Regions from separate parts of the Mus musculus genome. Here regions 1, 2, 3, 4 and 5 are each linked to region 6. The links are chromatin contacts, called in public ChIA-PET, Hi-C and HiChIP or PLAC-seq maps. All regions are on one chromosome and are shown on one strand. Each heading gives the region's core, a stretch centred on a gene start, on an enhancer-like site or on the middle of the called end of the contact. The rest is flanking DNA. Distances are from core to core; before and after follow the strand shown.

Region 1 (2,700 bases), core at 166-2,665, 210 kb before region 6:
CACACACTGGATTTCCTCCGTTTTCTTCGGAGCCATGGTCAGGTTCTAACACAGCACCATCCGTTTGCTTCTTGCTTATCTTTTTTCCTCCCTGGCTGCGTATAAGCTTCATGAGTTAGAACTTTTGTCTGTTCATTCTCAGACATATTTGATCTATAGATTCATGTGCTTCTTATACAATATTGTGCACAAGTGCTGGCTAACAAAATAAGTGCAAGAGGTGGATGAGATTTTAGTGCTGTGTAAAGTCCTTTACCCAGACTATAACGCAGTTCCCTGAATAGAAAGGACCACAGTATTTTTTTTTCTTGACAATTTAGAAGTCAGGGAAGGAAACAGTTCTATTAAAAGTATTAAGGTACAGAGGAATACATTCAGGTACATGTAGGGCCAAGCAAATAACCATTCTCTGTATTTTGGGAGGTGCGGGGGACCAAGGAGGGCTCTGGGTAGCATGAAAGGGTAGTTGTTTGGTGTCTTTGAACACTAACACTCTTGTCTGGCACTTCCTGAGTGTACAAATCACTTTTGCTGCATCTGTGCTATGTCCTTCTAACCTTTTAAGGTATCAAGGATTGAATCCTGATCTCAGAGAGAACCTGTTAATGGTGTAAGATGGTGGTGAGCCAAAAGCACTATTCCTATTTTGGTTTAAGAACACTAGTTTTTACATTACAAATTCAGTGTGTGTTCCCCGTGGCACTGGCAAACTCTCACAGATGGGTTACCTACCTGCTTGCCTCCGCGGTTTATCACCAAGGGACCATTTTACAAAAGCAGGTGGCTGTCTCTCCCTGTTATTACCCAAGGGCTGGGAAATCAGCTAAGCAGAGAGAGAAGAGTAGTGTCTTTGTGTTTCAAGTAGCATTTATGAAAAGTCCTGCATTTCACAGGTTATGTTGTGTTACACTGAGGTGTGTTTGTGTGTGGTGGGTGGGCCTACTGGAGCCAGTAGAGCACCGAAGTCCTTCACACAGAAAATGTTCAGAAACAAATAAAGTCTCCTGTACTGTGGCTGTTCCACACTAATGGGGGGAGGAGAGAAAGGCACCAATAAACATCCCACCTGAACCCTAGAAAAGCAGGTGGGGCATGAAGGGGCGGGCTGTGAGCAGCTCATCTCCTCACACGGAAAGGTGGCACAACATCTTCTCATCCCGAGGAGGAGAGCAGGGATGGCGGCTGGGGAGATGAAGAGCTCTGGGGAATTATCGAGCAGAGGGGGTGAATCAGAGCCACATCTGGCAACACCTACAGACCTGTCAGAGCTGCCTGCGCTTGTCACCAGCTCAGAGGCTCGCAAACAGGAAACTGCCGGCATGACTTCATCTGACTCTCAAACTCCTAACAGAGGAACTTGCCCCCAAGAAGTTACGAACTAAGTGCAGAGCCAAAGGGTGAGAGGTGGGGGGTCGGAGTTCAAGTTCAGGTTACAGGGCATCGAGTGAAGGCAGCAACTCTCAAAAGCAATCTGGGTTCAGTGCTGAGTATTATCGTCACCAAGGCCCGACTTCACAGGAAGGAAGCGAAAACTCAATTACACAGGGACACGAGGAATCTGTAAACCGGCCAAGGGAGATAAAGTTACTCACTCATTTGTCAGTCACTTGTGACATTCTGTGTCAGAGACTGATCTCATGAGAGAAAACTGTAAACCTAACGTGACCAAGACGGAGGCTTTATTTCCCTGAGTGGAAGTGCCAGGGGGCAGAACAGCCCCATGACTGGCTTATTCAGCAGCTCGACAGCACTGGCAAAGCCTGGTTTTACATCTGGTTCTCTGCAAATTCACCTGCAGGGATCAATGGCCAGAGTGAGGTACCCTAGGGCAGAGACACTTGGAGGACATGCCTCTACCTAGAAAGCATTACCATAGTAAGAAAGGATCGCCGGCCATCCTGTGGCCCCAGCCGTATCTGGAGAAGACCACTTGACAGCTATGCATTGAGCAGTTCCTACACGGCGGCTCCTGTACTGGTCACTGGAAAAACAGACAAGGATCTGCTGGTCTACAGAACACAGAGATTAACTGTGGGATGGATGGTAAAGACTGATCTGAATAATTGAAACGCCACTGTAACAAGCACCGGACTGCAGAGGTGAGGTCACAAAAGCAAACAGGGGACTTAAGCTAGATGAGGTGTCTTAGGGTTTTACTGCTGTGAACAGACACCATGGCCGAGAAAACTCTTATAAGGACAACATTTAACTGGGGCTGGCTTACAGGCTCAGAGGTTCAGTCCATTATCATCAAGGCAGGAACATGGCAGCATCCAGGCAGGCATGGTGCAGGAGGAGCTGAGAGTTCTATGTCTTCATCTGAAGGCAGCTAGCAGAATACTGGCTTCCAGGCAGCTAGGATGAGGGTCTTAAAGCCCACACACAGTGACACACCTACTCCAACAGGGCCACACCTTCTAATAGTACCACTCCCTGGGCTAAGCATAGACAAACCATCACATGAGGGGAGGGGAGGCCTTCTGAAGGGATCCTGTAGTTTCTGAGAAAGGGGCGAGGGCAGGAAGGGAATACATACTGGACAAGCTGGTGGGCCCATTCAATAGCTACTCTAATGGAGTAGAGACAAGAGTTGAACTTGGAGCAAGATGAAGCTAAGGAACTAATCAGGAGTCAAATCAAATTAGCAACACCTCACCACCTCTTCTTTCCTCTCTCTCTTGCTCCCCCCTCACTTCTTTT
Region 2 (2,700 bases), core at 59-2,558, 140 kb before region 6:
CTGTTTTTCCAAAATTTTAACAGATTTCCTTTTTCCTTTAAGACTTGAAAATCAGCCAGTCATGATGGCACAAACTTACAAGCCCAGCACTTGGGAGGCTAAGACAGGAGTTTGTGAGCCTGAGACAGCAATGGGCCTCTAGCAGGCTGGAGGTCAGCCTAGGCTGTATAGGAAGACCCTGTCTCTAAAACAAAAGGAAATAAAGACCAGTTTCCCTTTCTTCCTATCCTCAGAAAAGCTGCCAGAAAGTTCAGATCTAGTTTCTACCAAGTCCTTAAATGTCCTTTTGTTGTGTCTAATTCTTAGACACTTTTCTTCCTTTCTGCTGTCTGTTTAACAGGCAGCATCTCTGGACCCAAATGAAATCATTTTGCAGTGACTCATTCAGGCTACTATTCAGCTAAGCCTCAACTGCTTTTGCTGACTGCTGATCCAGTCTGTCTCACGTTGGTCCGAAGGATGGGAAACTATATGCTCATGAAGAACATTCGATTCAATTCACATAGCAATGTGAAAGTCTCATGTTCGTTCTGATCACCTGTTGAATTTATGAGGTGAGACCCGCACCAGAGTCCTTTCTGTGTCTCCCCAGCCTGTCCCAGAGAGCGCTGGTGGGTTTCCATCTGCATGTACTTACAGACACCACCTCTAGTAAAAATCCCCTAGGTCGACTGGCCTGAAAATATATATAGTTAGGTTTAAATTTGCGTATCTCAATGCCTATGTGACCATGGGCCAGTTTCAAGTATTAAATCTGAAATTTGGAATGACAAAGAGAACGCTTTGGAAGAGTTTGTGTGATTAATTAACGCTTGTACAGTCCTTACCAAATACCTGGTATTCCACAGGCAACACTCACTACACCAGCAGTTGTTGTAACCACTGTCAGCATAAACATAGTGGTTTAAAAACTATTTAAAAACAGTGGTGGTCAGTGTAGCTTATTGTCTTTAGAGTCCCCACTCCGTCCACAGGCTCACATGATGTCCCTTCAGTCCCTGGTGATGAGACAGTAGTACTGTAACGGCGTGTGCCAGGCACAGGACACAGCTCGCTTCACCCAGTATTCATGCTCTCAGAAACTGAGGGTTGAAGTTGTTTTTTTTTTAATTTTCCTTAAGCCCAGACATGCATTCTACGTGCGTTCCCTGGGCCTACAGTGAGAAGCGACAGGATGAGGAGAGTCCCACTCCTCGTCTCCTTATCTCCACCTTCATCAGCCACAGATGCCTGCACCAGGGTACTCTGGGCTGTGCAGATTGGGCAGCTGGTGATGTAGTTCAGTTTCCTGGAAATACAGGCAGCAATTTCCTGTGGCTTCCTCTGTTTTTGATGTAGAGATGAACACATGTAAAGACTAAACACATCAAGGGTCAGAGCTTCAGTCACTGATTCCAGGAATGCTGAAAAAACACTGTAATGTCTTCATAAACAGATCAAGAGCAAAGTCTAGGCTGTCTTCCATGCAGCACGCCCCCTGAGAGTCCATACAGTAAGACTGAGAGGTGACAGTGAGCACGAAGACATGCCATGTCTAGAGTCTGCTGCCTCAACTGATGAACACTGATGAAGAGACACTTCCTGGAAGGGCAGAGCTCTGCACGAAAACAGCTTGGAAAAGCTCTTGTCTGTTCACAGGACCTCAGTCAAGATTTCTCCAGAATCAGAGGCCAAGTCAAGAAAAAGGTTGCTTTTTGAAGTGGAAAGCAATAAAAATGTCAAATGAATGAAGCTGGCCATACAATAGTCTAACAGTTTTGGAAGAAAGATAGCAAGGTACAGTTGATCGCTCACTGAAGGTGTCACTGTAGGTGTTGAGGACAAGCAGCAATGAGGGAAGCCATCTTGGCCAACAGTCCCATATCCTAATGCTAATGAGGTGGCCGAAGTACCATGCACGCTTGCATAAAGCTCATGTCTTTCATGGTAGACTCCGAATGGCTTTGGAAGCCAGTCTGACTTTTACCACTTACCAGCTAAGCCACCCTGGGCCAATGATCTCACCTTTTCTAAACCTCCACTGCCTGCTGTGATCTCTGTTTGCTCATCTCTGCCTTGCTTCCTTTGTGAAATGCTGCTCCTGTCCATCAAAGGGGACAACCATGGCTATAGCCAGCTGCCTGGCCCAATATCAAATATAACAAAGCACTAAGTGGTCTGCACTTTTCAATAGAAAAAGTCTTGGTTAGTACAGCTGCTGATTTATAGAAGTTGCTGTGATTAAACAAGTCACACCAAGACGATGCATGAGGCTGTGGGGAAGGCTCAGTGGATGAAGTTTATCCCAGGGCTTGCACACACTAAAGGCAGAGCGACAGTGAACTGCTGCAATCCCAGTCCTGGTAGCACGGACATAGAGGGCCTATTCCTGGCCAGCTAGGCTAAGCAAATCACCAAGTTCTGATCGCTGAGTGGAAAAGGCTGTCTGTGTCTTGAAGGGACTGGGGCTAAATGTTAAAGCTGGAGACTATGTGGCCAGGAGCCTAGGCAAAGCTATTCTCCCTTACCCAGGAACATCAGGGAGAGTGTTTTTAAGGCCTGGGAGGAGTTTAAAGTACAAAAAAGTGTTTCAAAGTTAAATATTCATTTCCTACTACATGCTGCTAGGACCAAATGTATCTAACAGGCTCAGAGACATCCTGGTTCTCTGACTTCTCTGTAAGCCACACAAAATTCCCCAGCTGTTGGGCCCAGGATAGT
Region 3 (2,700 bases), core at 112-2,611, 190 kb after region 6:
TTACAGTTAAGGAAACGAACACACAGAAAGCAGTAGGAAACCAAGTCCCACAGTGCTCTGTCTATCTCTGAAGCGTCTTCCTCTGTCTCAAACCTTCCCCTATCCAGCACACTTTTTCTAAGATAATCATGCTCTCAATGAACACACTCATCTCTGGTTAGTTTTTGTGATACAAAGATATGACTTAGTAGTCCTCTAAGGTAAAGATGTATTTATTGATTGTTAATTTGCTTGCATCTTTTAACTCCTTACTATAATACTTTAAAAATGAAGAAAAGACAACTCAGTCTAGCTATAAAAAACCCACACATTAAGGCACAGAAAATGCACAGTGCTCTTAAAAAACGGTTAAACTCATAGAAACTGCGTGAACGCGTTTCTAACCAAAGCTTCAACGAGTTCTAAACGGCATTTTGAATATATGTACAGATTTTTTCCTCTTCAGTAAATATTAAGACTCTTAGAAGTCACTGGCCCCACTGTGAATCTGAAAATAGGCGATGAAGTGAAGACACTCTTCCACCTGAACATTGAATTTATTCGGTTTTTCTAACAGCGATTTCTGGTGTAGCGTAATATTCTGACTGTCACCATAATCACTACTTGCCTCTTCAGACTATGCTACTTGAAACATGTTTTCATAACAGACTTAACGTTACTAGAGATTGAAATTCATCTACAGAGCCCAATAGAAGGTAGAACTACCTACGGTATCAGAGAAAGAAGAATCCGGGACCAGGGGAAGCACCGTGAGACGTTCGACGTTCTCTTTACCAGCCTGTCCCAAGCATCCTTTCGTGTCACACACTGCGCTAGAAGTCACACAGACAGACAAGACAGACATACAGACAGACAGACAGACACACACACACACACTATCCTGGACTCTAACACCACTACCAGCGAGCTGAAATCCCGCGGCCACCAAACTTTGCTCAATCTATTTACGGATAATTGAACTGCCGACCACATAAGAATCAGGTAGAGAATCACAGATTCAGACTCAACCCCCGAAGCCCATGGGGAAGCCGCCTCCCGCCCGGGATCCCAGGCGGCGCGGGGCAGCAGGTCTCGGCCTCGCTCACCTCTTCCACCTCGATCTCCTTGTAGTCGATCTCTTCGAAGTTCAGGACCTGCGACGGCGCTTCGATCATCTCACTGGCAGAAGACGAGGAGGAGGACGAGGCGGCGGAGGCTGTCGACATGATCCCCCGCGGCGCCCGGGGGGCCGCGCCCGCCCTCCGGCTCGCGCAGCGCCCTTCAGCCCGGAGCCCCGCAGCCCCGCCGCCCGGCGCTCCGTGGCGCGGGACCGACCCGGGCCACCGCCGAGTCCCGGCTTCGGCTCCTCAGCGCTTTCCGTCGCCGGGCCCCGCCCACCACACTTCCAGTTCCGGTTTGAACTCGGAACTGGGAGGGAGGAGGCGCGCCTGCCGGACCCGAGCGGGGAATTTCCTGACCCGGGGAGCGAGTGAGGGAGAAGCCGGGGTAGGGGCGGAGTGGAGGAGGGCGAGCGCGGAGCCGTGGGCCCGAGGAACAGGTTTCGCGAGACTTTTGCGAAAGGGCCTCGGCGGCAGGAGGATACCGCGAGACTGGACGCCGTGACGTAGTAAATGTGCGCGATCGGAACTGGCGCGGAGCGAGCCCGAAGGCGGACCGGTTGGTCCTGCGGGATCCAGCGGGAAAGATGAACTCCGTCGCTTTCTGCCTGTTTCTTTTGAGCCGCGTCGTGCCTTCCCCTGCTCTGTGCTGGGCGGTCTGCGGTCAGGCAGCCTAGGGTTTGTCTTGTGCTCATTGGGCACCTCTTCATGTCGGGTTTTCAGCCGTGAGCCCGTTACTTTTTTAAGCGGAACCCCGAGCTGGCGAGGGGGTTCGGGAGCAGCGGTTAGCGCGCGCCATCGGGGGGAGCACCGTGACGCGTGAGCGCTCACTAATGGAAGTTAGCATCGTAGAGAGACACCAGTGGCGTTTTACACACTTCCTAAGGCAGTTCAGATGGCTTCGCTTTGTCACCTTCCCGAGGCTGTCGTCCACAACAGCCCCGAGGGTTTGGTTTGAGAATCCGTGGACACACCAAGACGACGGATTTTAAGAGGAGCCACTATGCCTCAGAGCTATAAGGAGAGTCACGCTTCATTGTCCTTAATGTTTATGTACAGCATTTTGGCGACCTTTGAGGACATTGTCTTTGAAGGACTAATGTCTCTGAAGGATTGTTGAGTTTAAGGGAGATCATAGGGTGGTTCCTGAAGACTACCCAACAAGATTAGGATTGCTACGGTAAAGCCCCATATTCCGGGGTTACTAGAGTTAAGATAACTTAATTGGAAACAAAGTTAATAGTCTAATGTCTAGGAAAGGACGAAGGGCACAGGCTTGAACCTTAGGCAAAGATCCACTGCTAGTTTAACCTAAGATACCTTTATAGGAAGGAATGTTGCCTTTGTGTCGGCAGTCTTCATAGCAAATGTTGGTTGTACTGAGATTATTTATTTATTTATTTTTAACCCGATGAGGAGTTTCAACTTCGAATAAGGGGCACCTTTCCCTATTTATGGTCTCATAGCTTTTCCTTTCCTGCCTTTAATGCTAGTGCTGTATGCTTACTAAATACTCAGCAGTAGCATGGCAATTCAAGTTTGAGTGTCACAAGTTAGGTCAGAGAACCCCAAGATGGAAGGTATTGCCCATGTTGTATGACCA
Region 4 (2,700 bases), core at 57-2,556, 240 kb before region 6:
CTGCACTATGCCTGAGCACTTGAGGAGACGCTGTCTCTAAAGACGCAAGCACTTCGTAGCCTGCCTTTAAGCATCTGTCCTTGGTGGTGAGTACAGACCACCAGCATTTGGGGGTTTGAGAAGCCAGGCCATGCACACGCATCTCATTTTGCATGGGGTTTCTCACACTTTTGCAGTTGCTAAAGCTTTCCCAATAATTTTAATCTGTGTGATTATGTGATACTTGAAAATAACAACTAATTGATTTTTTTCCACCTCAAATTCCCTATCAATGATCACAGAGCTGAATACCCCCTTTATACAGCTAGTGGCCACCTGTGTTTCTCTGTGAACTGATTTTTTTTTTGTTCTTTTTGCTTGTCGCCTGTCTAATGTTAATAGCTATAGGAGAAGCTGTATTAACTCGAGATTTAGAAATTCAGTTTAATCACAATGAAAAGACACGAAGATGGGGTGGGGGAGGGGAAGCAAGGAAAATTAAATGTTCCCCCCAAAAAAGGAGGATAATCAAAAGATTAGTTTGTGTGTTTATTTATAGACACTGGGTACAGCAATCCAGTGATTAGGCAAATTAATGCAGCTGTGTGGGATCGCGGCGCTGGGATCAGCCCCCACGTCCTTTTCAGATGATGCCACCTGTCATTTAAGTATTTTGCATTTGCCTTTTATGTTCCATACATTTCATGATGATTCTTACTTGAAAACACTCTCAGTTAACTCGTTGAGGGCTCTAACACGTTTCCACCTCTTTCTCTCTTCTACAGTCAGGAATGGAGTGAACCGAGCACAGCCCAGACTGAGAGGAGGATGGGACGTTTGCCTCAGAAGACCACTCCTCTCCACATGCCCATCTCTTAGGAAAGAGGAAAGGTCTACTCTTCCACTGCGTAGCAAACTGGATCCCTGCCAACATCGTTTGACAAAGTAAGAGCAAGATGTCGTGTGCTGGCTTGAGAGCAGGAGCCTGTGCAGCCAGTCCCTGCCCCTGCCTCGGGATGCACTCAGTCCTTACTGCCCTCAGAGAGCCCAATCCTGTCATGTCCCAGAGTCACAAGATCATATCTGGCACATATGACCCATGTCACCAGTGAGTGTTTGGGGTCTTCCCTGAGGGCTCCTGGAAATAAATGATGCTGAAGAAGACCCAATCCATTTACCCCCTGTGTCCCCTCGGGACCTATAGGTCTCCCCTGTTTCTGGAGTATGATGTGTGCCCAGTGAAAGCACTGTACCAGGTGAGGAGGCAGTCTCTAGCCTCTGCTGTGTGGTCTGTGAGCTACAAACAGGTTTAACATGTCTATAATGCACGTCAGGCAACTGAGGAAATGTAAAGCATGAAGAAAGGGACTTTAGGAACAAAACAGGAGGGTGACTGTATCCAGCAGGTTTAACATAAACACAGGAAACCCACGCCTCTGCAGCTGGGCCGGCTAACACACCTACCGTAGCTTCTAGACGGAGGATGGTATATTTAAGTTTTTTGTTTTTCTTTTTTGTAGATGTGAAAGGAACGGACAGCTCTGTACAGATCTCAAAATGAGGGTCAGAGTCACGGATGCTCATCACTGGCGTGTCGTAGAATGCTTTGGGAGCTGCTATGTGTCACAGAGCATGCTGGAGAGAAAGTGCTGGTCTGGTTTGGCTAGTCACCCCAATATCTAGATGGCAGACAGAGTAGAGAGAAAATGGAGATCCCTAAACAAACAGAAACACAGAGCTACCTATAGGTACACACAGAGCTCCATCAGGTGTTAAGTCAAGAGAGAGACTGTTTTAACTGTGTGGATGAAGCTCAGCAGAATACGCAAGGCTACTGCCACAAAATGTAAAAAACCCATAGGCTCTCTTTCAAATCAGTATTGGACACAGTATGTGTCTTTGTATCTTGCTCCATGTGGTGGCTCTCTAATCAATTAGGGACAAAAAAAAAAAAAACACCTCAAGGTGGCCCACAAGTTCTAGAGCCAATTCTCAAACAGCAAGAAGTGTCCAAATGCCCAGAGGCACAGGCCGACTCAGCTGCACACATTCCAAATCCTCCCATTTCTTGTGGTCAATAGAAGAAAGGAAACCGCCGAAAGATAAGCAACAGGAGTGGCGGTGACTTTCTGTTCCTTGTATTTCAGCCAGCTTCCTGTGTGTGTGTGTGTGTGTGTGTGTGTGTGTGTGTGTGTGTGTATGCGCCCGCTGCTCTGCCTCACTCCCCCCTCACGGGGGTGGGGGTGGGGGACAGCAAGCTGTTGACAACTCCTACTGTACAGAGTTGTTCATGCTGCAAAAGTGTTTACTGCTCACAAGTGACTCTCAAAATTAATTCACAGCAGCAACACCAGAGGAAAGCTTTGACAGACCGTCTTATGTGTTGACACAGTTATAAGTTGTTGGATTAAAAAAAGCAACACACTTTCCCTCTTTTCCAGCCCAGACCCACCCAAATTGCTCCAAATAGAGAGCAGGAACCATGTCTGATTTGCAAATACCATCCTGTAAGTGGCTGCTTCTGGCTCTGGGGTTTGTGGCTTCGGGCATCAGAAGGATGTGGCCCTCACTTCTGAGGTGGAAAAGACTAAAGTTTGTTCACCTCAGCCTCCTTCGGAGGTCAGGGAAGCCATTTTCCCTTCAACAGCTCTTCTCCCCTGGGCAAGCCTCAGGCAGCAGGTGGGAAAGAGGGATAGGGCTCGATGTTAAACCTCAGCAGAC
Region 5 (2,700 bases), core at 118-2,617, 190 kb before region 6:
TCCTTGGTTGTGACAGTGACCAGTGAGTGCCCTGTCCTCAAAGGGCTTCCATGTAGCCACAGACTCTCCATTAAATGGGTGTGGATGACATAGCTGCCCTGAGGTGGACTTGAGTTGTGCCATTGTATTGAGAGGAGAATTCTTTTCTTTGAGATTTAGAACTGAAAAACCCATAGACCAGCCACACAAACTAGAAATTTCTTCATTTACTTAAATGGTAGATGGGGGTTATTGGGTCATTTAAATGATCTATTTGATCATCGACTCCTGTGCCAATGTCCTCCTCGTCTCTAACAACCTTCATCTACTCTGGAACTTCAACTTCTCCTTGTACAAGATGTAATTGCATCTTCAGTTCTGACCAATGGCCTCACGGATGGCCTCCACCCATGTATACGATAGCTTTATAGCATCCTTTCTGCCTGGCCACAGTGTTCTGAGCGGATTGAAGCTCTACATTAGCCTGCTAACATTTCAGCATTGAAATATTTAATGGGTCTATGTGACTGCATATTTTATGCTTCCTCTCTCCTTGAAAATAAAGCTTTGCCTACCTAAAATTTATTTTTTATTCAAAAATCTGCGAACCTCAAGGCATTTCAGACTAACCTGCACTCCGCACATAAATCCACTGCTGTTGTTACATTTTTTTACACAGTTATCTTATGTACGTATATCTTCTTGCCCACATGGCAGACAACCTGAGTGCAGAGTGTCTTTGTGTCTGTGCCATGCGGCTCAGCTATCATTCATGAGCACCTCCTGCAGACCTCTGCGGTGCTTCCACACCACCGAGTGCGAGCTCCACAACTCAGGGAACGTCGTCATTCCTTTTTTACATAGACAAGAAAACAAGATTCAGAGGAGTCACACCAGCAGATGCGCAGCCAGGAAGTGCTGAGACTCTCACTAGGCTGGGGGCAATCCGACTATACCTCAGGGTAGCTGCTGATGCCTCTGGGGGCACACAAACCCAAACTGGAATTAGATCATCAGAGGCCCAGCCATCCACTAAAGATACAGAGTATGGTGATGCTGTACAGAGTACAGAGGAGGTAGCTCTCAGCTGTCCCAGGCTCCTTCTGCCCCCACTTTTCAGCACCATGAGGGTTCATATTTATCACTCTATGCTACACCCTGATTCTTTTGACCCTGTAAAGTCTTGTGAACCATAAATTTTGTAATCATTTTACTTATTTGCCTTAAGTCATCCCCTACTTTTCTGACAAACTGAAGGAAGGCAAAGGCCTTGGGGGTGGGGGTGGAGAGTGTCAGGAAACGACCACTTTGGTTTCTGGGTGCTCCTCTTCACCGCATGCTTGTGGGCCAGAATGGTAGTGGATGATGTCAATCAAAGTCGAACTGCTGTCACCACTCTTCACAGAAGGGAAGACGCACAACCTGTGTTTACATTATGTGCAGGGTGTGTCACCAACCCCAACCCCGCTCCCCCTTCTTCCTGGGGAAATTCAAAGCTAGCTGTGGCCTTGGTACAAACTCCAGGAGGAGCGAAGTGCCATCTGGCTTGAACCTTGAATCTCATGTGGCTCCTTACTAGCATCTAAAAGGACACGGTGGACATTCTCACAACCACAGCCAAACATCAGCCTGCGCTCAGCGCCGGGATACAAGCAGAAAGCTCAATTCTACAGCTGCTGCTGCTGCTGCTGCTACAAAAGGATAAGAAAGGGTTTGAAGGGAAGATGTGTTAGCTCACAGATGTTTCCTCAGCCCCATTGACCAGGATGGGTTTTAGCCACAGTGATTAAACACTGATGCGACTTGTCATCCCTTAGACCACTGGTTTCAAGTGGCCACTTCGTCCTACCTCCTAAACAGACAGCTAAGAAAACAATGCTGGGCTGGAGGAAGAGAAACTAAAACCCTTTTCACTGTTCCTCTCAAGCAAACCCTTGCAGGAGCCAAAGAATTCACTGTGGTTTAAACCCCTGTCAGTCAAGAACTGCCCAGAACTGGTGTGAGCGTTTGTCCTGCCTCACTATTGAAGGAGTCACCCTCTACTGACACTTTCTTTGGGTGTAAAATGCAGTGCATCCCAGTGGCATTCTGTCAGCGGCACAGATGAAAACATTTCTTCTTTAAAAGTCCGCATTGCCAGTCAGTTCCACTGGACTCTGGCACGTTCTGTATAAGAAACAAATTTTGCTGGGAGATGCACACCAGGCTAATTGGTTTAAATTATAACTCCTTAAGGGAGTCTCCATAGTAAACATACGGGTGAGGAAACCCAAGGGTAGAAGAATGACTCCAACTCAGATACAGGAGAAAAGCAACTGGACCTGGAACATGTGAAGTTCTTTGATGGAGCTAAAGCAGTAATGTGTACTCTTGCCTAGTCCTAGAACTCAGTCTCAGTCTCTGTCTCTGTCTCTGTCTCTGTCTCTGTCTCTCTCTCTCTCTCTCTCTCTCTCTCTCTCACACACACACACACACACACACACACACACAAAACTCTGCCATTGAAATGTGTATATAAATCTTAGTAAATATTTCAATATCAAACACACAAACAAACAGAACTACAATTTGAGTACCAGAAATGAAAGGAACACAGGCCTGCCACTTAGAAGAGGCTGGAACATATGTGTGTGTGTGTGTGTGTGTGTGTGTGTGTGTGTGTGTGTGTGTGATGATACTTAAAACCACAGATGTATTTCGACTATTGTGTGTATATGTGTG
Region 6 (2,700 bases), core at 188-2,687:
GAGAGGGGGAAAGAAACCCAGACTTCACTCCGTCACTCTGCTCAGCCACTAGTCCAAAGCAAACGAAAGGGAAGACGTGACTGCCGCTAAGTATGGTTGAGGAGAATCGTAGCTGAGAGAGAGAGCAGAGCCAGAGGTGGTTGGAAGAGTCCAGACTGAGCGCGGTCATGTAAGGAGGAGTGGAGGGGAGTGAGAGAGACGAGGAGAGAAGAGAGGGCAAGGGAGAGGACCAGGAGCCAAGACGATGACCGGATGGAGAGAGCACGTAACCATAATGGCAGAGTTTTATAGAAAAAGACATGCTAGAGGAAGGGGGACTTTAAGGTCGGGGGCTGGAGAGGAAGCCAGGACTCTGTAACAGCTACTCTGTAATGGAGAGCCTGGCAGCCAGTGTCAGCTTTGATATGTTGATAACCACCTCAGCTAGCCATTGGTCCTGGGTTTCTTTGAGACTTAACATGTTATTTATTTATTTATTTATTTATTTATTTATTTACTTATTCATTCATTCATATGGTGAAGAAAAATTGTATATTTAGAATTAGCCATCTGGTCTCAGTTTAGATGACCCCAGTCTTCCTGACAACATCCAGAGCATCATAATTGGGAGCCAAGCGGACCTACTACGTACACCTTCTTCTGTCCATCAGGCCTTACGGGGTATTGACTTTGGCCACATCAATGTCATAGAGTTTCTTCACGGCCTGTTTGGTCTGGTGCTTGTTGACCTTGACATCCACAGTGAACAAGAGCATGTCGTTGTCCTCTATCTTCTCGAGAGGCTAACCCGGTGGTTAGAGGGAATTTGATGACGGCATGGTTCTCAAGCTTGTGTCTCCTGGGTTCATTCCTTTGAGGGTATTTACGCTGCCTCCAGAGCTGCAGAGTCTTGGTCTGCCAAGAGGTGGGTGATATGCGGATCTTCTTTTTGCGGCTGTGACTGCCTTCTTAGGCAAATCAAGGCCTTTGCTTTGGCTTTGCAAGGGGCAAGAGCTTTCTTTTTTTTTTTTTAACCACCTTTGCCACCATCTTGGAGAAAAGCCCTGACACTTTTTAAAAGAGTGGTTGTCTAATGTTTGTGCAGGGAGTTGTCTTATTTCTCCCCGTTTCCAGAGCCAGCACTCAGCTCAAAGCCCTGAAAAGATTTGTACATGCTCAGCGAATGTACGAATGGGCAAAAGACTTTTGATTTTAAAAGTCTGTCTTATGGGAATCATTTGAACAACAAGAGCCTCTATCTCATTTAACAGAGGACTCGGTTTTCAGAGCTGCTTCAGACACAGCATCTTAAGGGCGTGCTGTCTGATAGAGGAAAAGCCGGTCTACATGAACATGCTTTTTTTTTTAAATTTCACAGTGTCTGAGTCACCTCACACCTCAGTCTCATCTGATAATGGTCTTGTCAGATCTGCCCTTTGGCGGGGGATTCCCCTGGGCTATCACCTCTTGCTTGCCATGTGTTGCCAGGCACCAGAATATAAGCACAGGTGTACGGAGGAAGTAGGGGGCAGGGTGGGTCAAACAGTGGAACCTCTTGACAGTGGGTATTCGTTGGGATATCATACACATTTTACCTTGGATGGTTGTTTTTATGCCGACAAGAAAGTGAAGCCAGTCAGTAATAGAAGCGGTGGCTACCAAGGGAGATTCGTGTAGGAAGGAATTTGTTTTCCTGAGTGGTTACTGTTGAATACATTGCTTCAGTTCTATTCATCTTTTCATAGTGTAATCTCTCCCAGCAGCAAGATGTGACAAACAGCTCAGCTACACCGAAGCCTCCCTGTGAAAAGATTGTCTTGGGCGAAATAACAGCACATAGCTAGTGTTCTCCCTAGGAAGAGGGCAAAAGCTGTAAGGCCCAATTCATTTTGGAAATTGCTAAATAAAAGGCGAAGGGAATCAGCATTAGATACTGCCTATAACTGATCATAAGAGAGAAATCAAAAGCCTTGGCATCTTTGAGCAGACAGCCACTAACTGAGGTGTGCTTGGGAAGTCCCCTGCAGGAAGTTCACCAGCTACACAGTGCTTTCTCTAAGAAGCTGTGTGAGCCTTGTAGGTCTTGTGGTTTTCATGGGCTATGGTCTCTCTGCTAAGCCCTCCTCCCTCCTTTCTCTCCCATCTCCTCTTTTCCTCCCTCACTCTTTCTTTCCCTTAGTATAGGAACCCTTTCTTCAACTAACATCCTTTGAGAAAGGCAAAGGGATGTATACGAAGAATGGCCAGGAGAACGAGGTCAGAAGTCATCGTTACCAACCGCTTCTGTGGAATGTCTTGGGAATCCTGGAGCTCTAGTCGAAGACCTCTCTATCAAGAGTTTGTGATCTGCAGACTCTGAGAGAGTTCCATTTCTTGCTTTACCAGCCAAAAAGGAGCCGTTTCCGGCAAGGAAGACCAAGATTTGAGTTTCCAAGCGCCTGTGTGTTGCTATCACAAAGAACACAATCTTCCGTCTTCAGAGCTGCTCTTTGAGATTCTGCAGATATGACTCGCGATTCCCAACTGCAGAGCGAATCACCAGACCTTCAAGACCAGCTTCAATGGTTAGCACTCCTATAAGATACCCCACAACAGCAACAAGCTCTCAGATCAAAAGAGGGGAGAGATTTTTCTTTTCAGCTCACTTGATAGGTTTTGAGGCCCAGATTGGTTAGTGCCTTCTACCAGTAACACAAAATTCCAGCTAAGCAGCCTGCCACC

What was found. A called contact is a pair of places that touch in the nucleus more often than the background predicts. ChIA-PET counts read pairs in DNA pulled down with a chosen protein or histone mark. HiChIP or PLAC-seq counts read pairs in DNA pulled down with a chosen protein or histone mark.
Region 1: a contact with region 6 is called in an H3K27ac HiChIP or PLAC-seq map of regulatory T cell precursor, with 4 times the contacts expected there. The contact joins two enhancer-like sites. A contact is called at or near these places in 9 of 484 Hi-C or Micro-C datasets (CD4 T cells, CD8 T cells, the HL-1 cell line and 5 more) and 3 of 115 datasets of contacts at active chromatin or transcription factors (effector CD8 T cells, regulatory T cell precursor and thymic regulatory T cells).
Region 2: a contact with region 6 is called in an H3K27ac HiChIP or PLAC-seq map of regulatory T cells, with 4 times the contacts expected there. The contact joins two enhancer-like sites. A contact is called at or near these places in 1 of 15 datasets of contacts at CTCF or cohesin (large pre-B cells), 9 of 484 Hi-C or Micro-C datasets (CD4 T cells, CD8 T cells, the HL-1 cell line and 6 more) and 8 of 115 datasets of contacts at active chromatin or transcription factors (CD8 T cells, effector CD8 T cells, embryonic stem cells and 5 more).
Region 3: a contact with region 6 is called in an RNA polymerase II ChIA-PET map of memory CD8 T cells, with 39 read pairs. The contact joins the promoter of Map3k7 here to the enhancer-like site in region 6. A contact is called at or near these places in 1 of 484 Hi-C or Micro-C datasets (nephron progenitors) and 2 of 115 datasets of contacts at active chromatin or transcription factors (effector CD8 T cells and memory CD8 T cells).
Region 4: a Hi-C map of CD8 T cells shows a contact between it and region 6, with 2.0 times the contacts expected there. The contact joins two enhancer-like sites. A contact is called at or near these places in 9 of 484 Hi-C or Micro-C datasets (CD8 T cells, the HL-1 cell line, bone marrow-derived macrophages and 6 more) and 2 of 115 datasets of contacts at active chromatin or transcription factors (CD8 T cells and regulatory T cell precursor).
Region 5: an RNA polymerase II ChIA-PET map of effector CD8 T cells shows a contact between it and region 6, with 21 read pairs. The contact joins two enhancer-like sites. A contact is called at or near these places in 11 of 484 Hi-C or Micro-C datasets (CD4 T cells, CD8 T cells, Th1 cells and 5 more) and 12 of 115 datasets of contacts at active chromatin or transcription factors (the 230-238 cell line, CD8 T cells, bone marrow-derived dendritic cells and 8 more).

Annotation. Positions count from the first base shown.
Region 1 is chr4:32,362,451-32,365,150 of GRCm38.p6, reverse strand. It overlaps a transcript of Bach2 not described here. Among named protein-coding and RNA genes, the nearest start is that of Bach2, 54 kb to the left of the region's middle. Within about 2 kb of position 1,415, at least 68 of the 459 cell types and tissues checked have an H3K27ac peak or open chromatin away from gene starts, as enhancers often do. A contact at or near this core is called in CD8 T cells, effector CD8 T cells, regulatory T cells and 2 more, where this site is marked.
Region 2 is chr4:32,290,254-32,292,953 of GRCm38.p6, reverse strand. It overlaps a transcript of Bach2 not described here. Among named protein-coding and RNA genes, the nearest start is that of n-TGccc3, 61 kb to the right of the region's middle. Within about 2 kb of position 1,308, at least 52 of the 459 cell types and tissues checked have an H3K27ac peak or open chromatin away from gene starts, as enhancers often do. A contact at or near this core is called in CD8 T cells, Th2 cells, effector CD8 T cells and 4 more, where this site is marked.
Region 3 is chr4:31,962,768-31,965,467 of GRCm38.p6, reverse strand. It overlaps Map3k7 (mitogen-activated protein kinase kinase kinase 7), which reads right to left and starts at 1,361. Exons shown (of 16, transcript NM_172688.3): 1 at 1,086-1,361. The coding sequence starts at 1,205.
Region 4 is chr4:32,387,492-32,390,191 of GRCm38.p6, reverse strand. It overlaps a transcript of Bach2 not described here. Among named protein-coding and RNA genes, the nearest start is that of Bach2, 29 kb to the left of the region's middle. Within about 2 kb of position 1,306, at least 94 of the 459 cell types and tissues checked have an H3K27ac peak or open chromatin away from gene starts, as enhancers often do. A contact at or near this core is called in CD8 T cells and regulatory T cell precursor, where this site is marked.
Region 5 is chr4:32,342,643-32,345,342 of GRCm38.p6, reverse strand. It overlaps a transcript of Bach2 not described here. Among named protein-coding and RNA genes, the nearest start is that of Bach2, 73 kb to the left of the region's middle. Within about 2 kb of position 1,367, at least 95 of the 459 cell types and tissues checked have an H3K27ac peak or open chromatin away from gene starts, as enhancers often do. A contact at or near this core is called in CD8 T cells, Th1 cells, effector CD8 T cells and 5 more, where this site is marked.
Region 6 is chr4:32,148,083-32,150,782 of GRCm38.p6, reverse strand. No RefSeq gene overlaps it. Among named protein-coding and RNA genes, the nearest start is that of Gm52717, 11 kb to the left of the region's middle. Within about 2 kb of position 1,437, at least 37 of the 459 cell types and tissues checked have an H3K27ac peak or open chromatin away from gene starts, as enhancers often do. A contact at or near this core is called in CD8 T cells, Th1 cells, Th2 cells and 7 more, where this site is marked.